Linked DNA regions of Urocitellus parryii: region 1 is linked to region 2. A link is a contact called in public Hi-C data. All regions are on one chromosome and are shown on one strand. Each heading gives the region's core, a stretch centred on a gene start, on an enhancer-like site or on the middle of the called end of the contact. The rest is flanking DNA. Distances are from core to core; before and after follow the strand shown.

Evidence for each region. Hi-C and Micro-C count contacts between places; a contact is called where the count stands out from the background.
Region 1: a contact with region 2 is called in a Hi-C map of muscle, with 4 times the contacts expected there. The contact joins the promoter of Manf here to the promoter of Mapkapk3 in region 2. A contact is called at or near these places in 2 of 2 Hi-C or Micro-C datasets (liver and muscle).

What each region holds. Positions count from the first base shown.
Region 1 is chr2:94,011,911-94,016,803 of mUroPar1.hap1, forward strand. Manf (mesencephalic astrocyte derived neurotrophic factor) reads left to right here and starts at 1,329. Exons shown (of 4, transcript XM_026383951.2): 1 at 1,329-1,440; 2 at 2,152-2,279; 3 at 2,942-3,083; 4 at 4,314-4,736. The coding sequence starts at 1,356. The coding sequence ends at 4,498. It overlaps LOC144250574 (a long non-coding RNA gene), which reads right to left and starts at 754. Exons shown (of 4, transcript XR_013342513.1): 1 at 386-754.
Region 2 is chr2:93,299,816-93,304,447 of mUroPar1.hap1, forward strand. It overlaps Mapkapk3 (MAPK activated protein kinase 3), which reads left to right and starts at 1,378. Exons shown (of 11, transcript XM_026383979.2): 1 at 1,378-1,486; 2 at 1,762-2,038. The coding sequence starts at 1,814.

The DNA.
Region 1 (4,893 bases), core at 79-2,578, 710 kb after region 2:
TAACCATTTCTTTTGTGTATTTATGTCTAAAGAAAAAATGATTTAAAAATGATCTTACCTGTACCAGAAAAGCAAAGTTAAAAGAAAAAAAAAATTTGTACCAGTGTCCCAAGAGTTACTGTATATATTGTGGTAGCATGTTCTAAATCCAAGAAGTAATGTGAATTTTAGATGTAAATAACTGCCACTTTGACTTTTCCCCCTTTTCCCACTCCCTTGACTGCTGTGATGTTAATTAAAGATGAATACCTGATACTGATCCACTGAATTCACTGAATGGGAGCAGCACAAGTGCCCTTCTCCAACCCTTGCCACTGGGCTCCAAGCCCTTTTAGCCCCAAAGATGTCTCCTTTCAGCACTGAGCCAGCCCTTACCGCGTCCTACCTTCAAGGACAGGTAGCCAAGCCTTGGAAGCAGGGCAGCCCAGGAGGACACATCCTCTGGTGCTTGTCAGTCGACCCACGGGACCCCACTCGGGAAGTAGCTCGATAGCCAAGGGCCTTGATGGCTCAGCTGGAAAGCAGGCGGGCCAGCGTGCTCAAGCATGCGTCGGGAGCTTGTGAGGAAATGCACATCGCTTCCAAAAGTGGAGGACAAACCTCCTAAGCCCCGTAGCCACCACACTGAGGCGACACCAAAGCCTCGGGATGAGCGGGGGTTGATGGGCTCCGAGCCCTTCCTCCAGGGGGAACCTACAGTCCGTCCCACCCTGGACAAGGCAGGTTTCAGCCAGCTGGGGCGGGCAGGCGGGTGCCTGAGCCTCAGCGGACTCCCAGAGGTTGGTTCCCTCACCCACGTGACTGTTCAAAACAAGAAGGGAAAAATAATAATTGTCTTGTCTGCGGCTGTTCAACCCTACTTGATCTATTGAGTCTCGGCTGACCCTAGAACTCCTGACCCTGCACCACGAGTCCGGGCTCCTGTTAGGGAGATCCGCAGCGTTTCTCGGGCGGGCGTGGGGACAAGTACAAGTGAAATGCAGGACAATTTAGTATGACGCTGGGAGGCAGCCAGACCCTACTTCCGCCCACAGCTCCAGCAACAGCTAAGGCAGCTGCCCCTATCCAATATGGCTGTCCATGCAGCTTCCGAGGCGGCCGCAGCTACTTCCTGTGGACCGCTAAGGTTCAATCGGAAGCCGACAACTGTCTAGGGCCAAGACACCACCAGCCAATGGGGAAGGGCAGCGTGGAGCCGCCCGTCTGGGCTCTATGGCATGTGGACCAATGAGAACGCGGCATGTGGGAGGGCGCGGGGGCTGTCCGCCAATGGAAAGCTCCGGCGTGCGGCAAGTACCCCAAGGCGGCGCAGCGCGGCGGGTGCGGTTCAGTCCGGGCGGCAGCGGCGGAGGAGGATGTGGGCTACGCACGGGCTGGCGGTGGCGCTGGCCCTGAGCGTACTGCCAGGCAGCGGGGCGCTGCGGCCAGGCGACTGCGAAGGTGCGGGGGGCCGGGGTCTGCACACAATGATCGGCTTCGCGACGGCGTTGAACCCAACAAATTATCGAGCGGGCGGGGGAGACTGCGGCTGTTCCCAGCGGGGTCCACCAGAGGAAAGGCCTAGAAAATATTTCCCAGGCCTAGAAAACACTGGTCGGATGAAAACAAGTGGAGACTAGCTCGTACAAAGAAATTGGCCTGAAGTCCACATCACGTCGGAGTTTTTGTCCCTTCCCATTATTGTTAAGAGATTCCCAGGAGCGTCCCGGGTCCAAGACCCCAAAGGCCGGTCCTCTGTACCGCGCCAATCTGTTGGCCTTTCGAAACTGCACCTCGGGTTTTGGTGGTGTACGTGGAAAAGAGCAGCATTTTGTTTGTTTCTCTTCAGCCTCCAGTCTATCCATTTATGAGGTCATAGTGAGCCCCGTCTCAAGGACACGTGTTCACTTTCGGCTTAACTTGATGAAAGAGCAGGGAAGAATCATTTGTGGGTCACTGGGTGTGATGCTTGTTTCTCGCATGCTCTGAGTGTACAAAGAAACCCCAGCAACATGAAGCAGGGTTCTGTCCACCTGTGGGTACCTGAGAGAAAAACAGTGATGGAAAGACCTCTAATGATGTGTGTCTGTGTGTCCTGTAAGAGTTTCTTCCTGTTGGAATGGGGAGACGATTTGGTGATTGCTGAGCATCTCCCTTCCCTCTCTTTTCCAGTTTGTATTTCTTTTCTGGGAAGATTTTACCAGGACCTCAAAGATAGAGATGTCACATTCTCACCAGCCACTATTGAAAAAGAACTTATAAAGTTCTGCCGTGAAGCAAGAGGCAAAGAGAATCGGTTGGTGAGTAGCTGGTGACCCTTCTCTGCTGGCCCTGGCTCATGTTTATCTTCCACTTCACTGTGGGCCAGCTATTCTGTCTGAAAACTAATGTGGGAGTGAAGTGCCTTTGACCTCACCCAAGTGGCATGTATTTTTCAGGCGTAATATTTTTATCTTATTAGTATTTATTAAGCACTTACTGTGAGGTAGGCACATCAGGGTAGAAAAATGACTGACAAACAGTGCAGCAAATGGGTATCATGTAGAAGAGAGACCAGGATCATTCAGTGGTGGGAGGATGCTGATTAGATAGAACAATCAGTGAGGGAAGGGTCATCATCAAAGTGGAATAGAATCATCCCAGGCAGAGGAGACAGCCAGTGTGAGTGTTGAGGCTTGAAAGAGCATGGTATGTGTGAGGACAGAAATTAACAGGATACCTGCAGAGTGAGCCAGGACTGCTTCAAGGACAAGAGCCCCATGGAGGAGTGGCTTTTTTATCTTTTAATCTTTGTGGCAGTCTCTGGTTTGTTTTTCTCTCTAAAGTTTTGAACCCTGGTGACTTCTGAATTCATCTGGTGGCTTTTAGTTGAGACCGAGCATATGTTAAGACCCAAAATGAGGCTCTGACAGAGAGAAATGTTAAGTGCCACCCTGAAGACTGTTGTCCTTTCTTGCTGTAGTGTTACTACATAGGGGCCACAGATGATGCAGCCACCAAGATCATCAATGAGGTATCCAAGCCCCTGGCCCACCACATCCCTGTGGAGAAGATATGTGAGAAGCTAAAGAAGAAAGATAGCCAGATCTGTGAACTAAAGTATGGTGAGTATGACCAGACCTTTTTCAACAAATGCTATGCACCTCTGAGCTTAATTTCTACCTTGGAATGAAAGGTAGTGATCTAGAGCCATAGTGAGTCGGGTATATAGTATAGATGGCACTCAGTAATGGGATGGGGAAGAACCTAGTATCAAAGTGGGTGAAGGTCAGAGTAGGTCCCATTGAGGAGGTGTCATGTCAGCAAACTTTGGAGGAGGCAGGCATTAGCGAAAAGGCTAGCTACTAGAAGAACATTCCATGCAGAGAAAGTAGGACGTCTAAAGGCAGACAATGGCATGACAGGTAGAAAGGCAGGTCACAGGGGCCTTGCATATTGGTGAGGACTTTGGTTTTAGCCTGAGTGAAGTTAGGCGCATTAGAAGTTTTGAGCAGAGAAGGAATGTGATCTTACTTGCGTTTAACAAGTTGGTTATTACTGCAACTTCTAAAGACCTTGTAATCTTTAGCCCAAGAGTGTCAGGAGCCATAGCATCTCTGGCTGAGACCACAATCCCAATCTTTAGAAGGAATCAGGACCTCTTTGGCAAAATTTAAACACAAGGGCTGGGGATGTGGCTCAGGCGGTAGCGCGCTCGCCTGGCATGCGTGCGGCCCGGGTTCGATCCTCAGCACCACATACAAACAACGATGTTGTGTCCGCCAATAACTAAAAAATAAATATTAAAAAAAAAAAATTTAAACACAAGTGTTTTTATTATGCCTCAAATGTCCAAGTGACTAAGTTTATTCACTTGTTAAGGGTGCTTTGTTTTCTCAATGATCCTGATAACAGGGCCATCTGGCTGGTTCCATGTCACTCTGGTCATAGAGTAAACCCCTGACTCCAGGTCTGTGTTTATAAATGGAGACTAGGGGATCTATCTGCTGTGTCACCAACCTAGAGGTATCATTCACTAATGACTGTGCAAGAGGCACTTAGAGGATGGGAGTGGTGTTTCTCCTCTAAAGACCGTATGGCCTCTTCATACTGCATGTCTGATAGTATATGACATTCATAGTCTGAGGCAGCTCTCCTAATGAAGGGGTCAGTTCCTTCTTGGGGCAGTAGGTACTGACACTTCTGCATATATCTATAGATGTCTTTCCCCTGCCGCCCAGGGCTGGTTGTTTTAAGGGATGATTTGACATGCAGGGGGTGACCAGTCATGGGACATTAGAGGAGTATGGGTGCTCCCACTCAGCCATTAACTCTCTCCCTACTCTCCATTGCAGACAAGCAAATCGACTTGAGCACAGTGGACCTGAAGAAGCTCCGAGTGAAAGAGCTGAAGAAGATCCTGGATGACTGGGGGGAGACTTGCAAAGGGTGTGCAGAAAAGTCTGACTACATCCGGAAGATAAATGAACTGATGCCTAAATATGCCCCCAAGGCAGCCAGTGCTCGGACTGATTTGTAGTCTGCCCCATCCCTGCTGCACCTGAGGGGAAAAAAAACAGTTCAGCTGTAGCGTCCCAAACGGCCTTTTTTGTAATTTATTTTTTTTTAAGTGGGCTCCTGACAATATCAGATTGAAGCTTGGAGCTTTCCTGATGATGCTGGCTCTACAGTGCCCCCGTGGGGGGATTCACTTCCTTCTATTGATGGTTTACTCTAGGACTTCAAAGTGTGTCTGGGATTTTTTTATTAAAGGAAAAAAAAAATTTTTTTTTAGCTGTCTTTGGAGCGATAAAGTGACTGCTGAAATAAGATTTCGCCCTAAAATGAGGATCCTACCAGATGATGCTTTCCAGTTTGCAAAGAGTCTTGGGGTATATCCCATTCTGTCCCTCAGCCCACCAGTGCTGAAAATAC
Region 2 (4,632 bases), core at 128-2,627:
ACAGGAGGATACCAAGTTTCTGCTCTGTGGGAGCTACTGCTCTGAGGAGCATGCACTGCAGGTTCGTGTGTGTTCGCCCGCGCGTGTATGTGTATGTGTATGTGTATGCGTGTTGTGGGAAGCTGTGGAGTTAGGCCTCAATTCTGAAGCCCGGATAAGAATGGCTTGGGTGGGACCGGGTCGCAGAGCATGCAGTCCTAAGGATGGCCTGTAGATGGCAGAAGTGCCCCGTACAGAGACCCTGCCTGGATCCTCACCTTTTCAGACTTCACAGAGAAGTAGCTTTCTTTAGGGTCCCTCAGCTTTCAGGTTTGGGCTGGGATTCGGGGATACTGGAGTGGGGAAATGCGGATTCACCCAGGAGACATCCACAGCCACATTTTCTGTGACTCTAGACAAGTCGTTTCCTCTCTGGCAGTCTCAGTTTTCTCTGTAATATGAGAGACTGAGTTGGAAAAACTGGCTCAAAATACCTAAGGTAGGTTAAGATGAGCTCAGAATGAAGTAGAGGGCTAAACGTGGAAAGGAAAACTAAGAGGCAATAGAGCATATGTCACTGGGGTGAGGGAAGATTTTATTTTTATTTTTGGTACTGGGGATTGAACCTAGGGGCGCTGTACGTGTAAGCTACATCCCCAGCCTTTTTTATTTTGAGACAGGGTCTAGCTAAGTTGAAGTTCTTGCCTAGTTGCTGAGGTTGGCCACGAGCTTGGGATCCTCCTGCATCAGCCTCTGGAGTCGCTGGGATGGAGAAGCGTTTTTAAACACCACATCAAAATCCCGAATCATAAAGTAAAAAGTTGATGCGTGATCAAGTGGAAAATAAAAATTTCTGGTCCAACAACGCTATATAGCAAAGGAGAAAATGAGCCAAGGATATAAGTAGGAAGTGCACAGAAGGGGGCAGTAGCCAGTGCAGGAAAAAGGCCAAGAGCTGCAAGGACTAGAGAGTCCCGAATCAAAGAGATGCCCCTTTCCTCTCCGAGCTGGCAAAAATTAAGAAGTTGGTTACTGGGGTGGAGGGCGGTTAGCCAGAACCAAGGGAAGCTGGAAGCCTAGCAAGCCATACTGCAGGGCCGCCTGGAAGCATAGAGAGAACATTCGACTCGAGTAGAAGCTTCAAGAGAAACAAGATGTCTTGTGCTGTCACTTTCTAGGTCGCGGTTTAAAATCTGGGGCTGGAGAGCTCGTGCAGGGGTCCGCTGCTCCAGGACGGTTACCGGCCCCTTCAGGAAATCACGCCCCCTATTTTCTCCCGGCCCTGGGGCGGGGCCTGACAGGGGCTCTTGTTGTGTCTAGTCTGGCCGGGGCCCGCCTGGCCCTTTAAGGCTGACCTAGCGGGGCCCCAAGTCCGTGTGACGCGCGGGACGTCACGTGGGCCGCGGGCGGCTCGACTCTCGGCCCAGGGCGCCCCTCAGCCGGCGGCTCCCGCGATTGCTGCCCCTGTCCGTCTTACCTGCGCCGCCGTCAAGTGCCTTGCTGCCAGGTACGCCGTCGTCAGGTATGCCTCCCTTGCCTCCAGTGCGACCCACTCTCAGGACTTTGCAGCCACTGGGCACCCAACTTCTTCTCTTGACACGTGCTTGGGAGAGATTAGCTTAAGTCTGGCTGAGGGACCACCGCCTCCTCCTGCACGCCAGTTCTCTCAGGAGCTTCGCCTGCCTCGCATTCCCAGCTTGTCCCCAGAACAGCTCAGGCACTCCTAGGCTGGGGTGTGTTGGAAAAGTCTGGGTGGGGAGTTACTCTTTCCCTTTCTCCCAGGTGCCCCTGGACGCGCCAGGCTGGGGCCGCCCCTGAGAGCCCCGCGGGGGCCATGGATGTCGAGACAGCAGAGGAGCAGGGGGCTCCTGTGCCCCCTCCAGGTGCACTCGGGGGACCAGGCTTGGGGGTTGCTCCGGCCCTCGGGGGGCGGCGGGAGCCCAAGAAATACGCGGTGACAGATGACTACCAGTTATCCAAGCAGGTGCTGGGCCTGGGTGTGAACGGCAAGGTGCTGGAGTGCTTCCACCGGCGCACTGGGCAGAAGTGTGCCCTGAAGGTTAGTGACCCCTCACTGAGGCCTGGGGTGACCTGGAGGGTTCAGTAATAGAGACCTGTTTCACTTATGTCCAGGTTCCCGTTCGGCTTCCTATGCTCAGCGTTATGTTTCACCCTTGTACTCTTCTGTAAGGTTAAGGTTAGTTCTCCCTGCTTCACAAATGGGGAAACAGAGGCTTATCCTAGCTAAGCTCAGGGTGTCCCAGTTAGCAAGGGGTGGAGTCAGTATGGGTAGAGCTGTTGCACCCGGAAGGAGGGAAGGAGTGGCCTGGGACTCTAGTTCTGGCTGGGCCTATGTGTTCAGGCCCAAGGGAGACCCATTCAGCTTGAATTCCCCAAAGAGAAGCTTCTGTGTCTGGGATGGGTCTGAGTTTCCCTCTGACACTGAGCACCCACCTTGCTTGGGATGGGGCTGCTTCCTCCTTATTGCCCTGGGTAGGAGTGGTAGTAGCCTCTCAGGGCTGGTTAGTGGGCAAGGCCCATCACTCCTTAGGGCAGGGGGCTTCTGCTGGGCTCCTGATGAGTCACCAGTCCTACCCCAAGCCCAACCTATCCTGCTTCCTGTGTAGAGAGTGGCCTATTCTTTTAGCCATGTTGTCGTACTATAGGCTCCCTGGAGGCCTGGCACACTGATCTAAGTGAAATGGAGGTGGAAGTCTTGGAGTGACTGATCTAATTACCTGATTCTGGCTTAAGACACACAGTTCTGGCCCAGGATCCTGCTCATACCCAGAATCACTTGAATCTGCTATCATTGGGAATTTGACTCATCTGCGGTTCATGCCAGTGGCACCTGGATGGGGGAGAGTGGCTTCTGCAAGTTAGATGTACAGCAAAAAGTTTTCCCATTTTACAAGTTGTGATTACGAGCCTGAGTACAGAGTACTAGAGATGTGGCTCTAATCTCTGCCCTGTGTTTGCCAGCTTTGTGACCTTGGACAATATCCTAGACTTTTGAAGCCAGGTTTATGCCTTTGTTCAGGGGGGGAAAGAACAGGAGTTTTAAGCTCAAACTGAGAAGATGCATGTAAAGTACTTGGTAAAGGGCCTGTATAGGTTTGGAGAGGTATGGGACATTTTTAGGGCACAATATCTGCAAGTATCTGAGCAGGAACCTGGGCTCAGCTCTTTGTATTTTTCCCAGGGGCATTGGGGCAGATAGTGGCCCTGTAGGGAATCATGAGCATGAGTCTGGGGCCAATAAGGGCTGGGCTGGTAGGGCTAGGCCGCAGGCATTCTTTGCCTACTAACTCAACAGTGGAATGGAGAGAGGGACTTTTGGAGGACCAAGGAGGGGATTCTCTTAATACCTCAGGAAAAAAGTGGCTCTTCTGAGGGCCAATGGGTACAAGAGAATGAGAAATGAGCCTTCATCTTCTCCTTGGCACCCATTTAGCCCTTCCACCTGTGCTAGGGTAGGAGGTAGTCTGAGTGGGTGTGGAACTGACTGAGGCCAGAGAACTTATTATCCATACCAAGACTTTGGTCCTGGGAGTCAGGACTGAACTCTGAGCTGTCCTTGTATGATCCACATGCTGTAAACAAGGCAGGGGTGAGGTGGTAGGCCACAGTAGTATCAGCTTTAAGTAGGACTAAGCCTGGCCCTTTCTGTGTAGATGATGAATCTGACAGGTGACTTGGGGGAACTTCTGATTGTATCAACTTCCATAGTATCTCCTCTTGGAACTAGGGCCTCAGTGATCTCCCTATCCTGGGCTGGGAACTGGGGCAGGCCTAAAATGAGTTTCCTTCTAGCTCTTTAGATTATAGGTAAGCATGGCTGGGGTTACTGGCTTAGGACTTTCGGGACCTGGCCCTACATTGATCCTCAAAGGGGAGAGGCATTAGATGTGGCCCTCTCCCCAGCTCCTTCCTGTTCTTGCCCCCTTCCCCCCAAAAAAGTTACAGAGTCTCAAATTCCCTACTCAGCTGGGCATACTCACCATCCCCGAAGATTGGGGTCAGCTATGGGGAAGTTTGGAGAAGCCATGAGACATTTTTAGGGCACAAAATCTGCAAGTATCTGGAGTAGGAACCTGGGCTCAGTTTTTTATATCTTTTCCAGGGGCACTGGAGCAAATAGAGGTGATCCTCCCCAGTAATTGTACTGGTACTTTGGTGATAGCTGTGGCCATTCAGAGGGTGGTGGCATCTCCCTACCATTAGCTTCTGTTCTCTGCCCAGGAGGGCCAGGACCTGGGGACCTCACTACAAGTGTAGGCTTGGGCCCAGGGAGTTCAGCCAACACTCATGAATGGGTCCCAGCCCTCTCGTGGTCTCTGCTTAGCCCTCTCGCTATCTGCCCTAGCTCAGCCTAAGTGAAGGTCATGACTCTGGGCCTTTCTGTCTCCCCAGGGCTATACTTATTATTTTGTTTAGGCCATTTCTGCTCGTCTCTCATCCTCTGGCCCTGTTGCTAGAAATGGTACCTATGTACCACTTGTCTCAGCAGAAAGCCTGGAATACAGCAGGCCCTCATAAAATAGGAAGACTATGGTCACTGTCCCTGTAGCTACTGATGTTTGGTGGGGTCCCTAGAGGAGTAGGCCCTTCCCTCCCTGGGAGCTGGGCCTCTTCCCCTTTCCATTAGAGCCT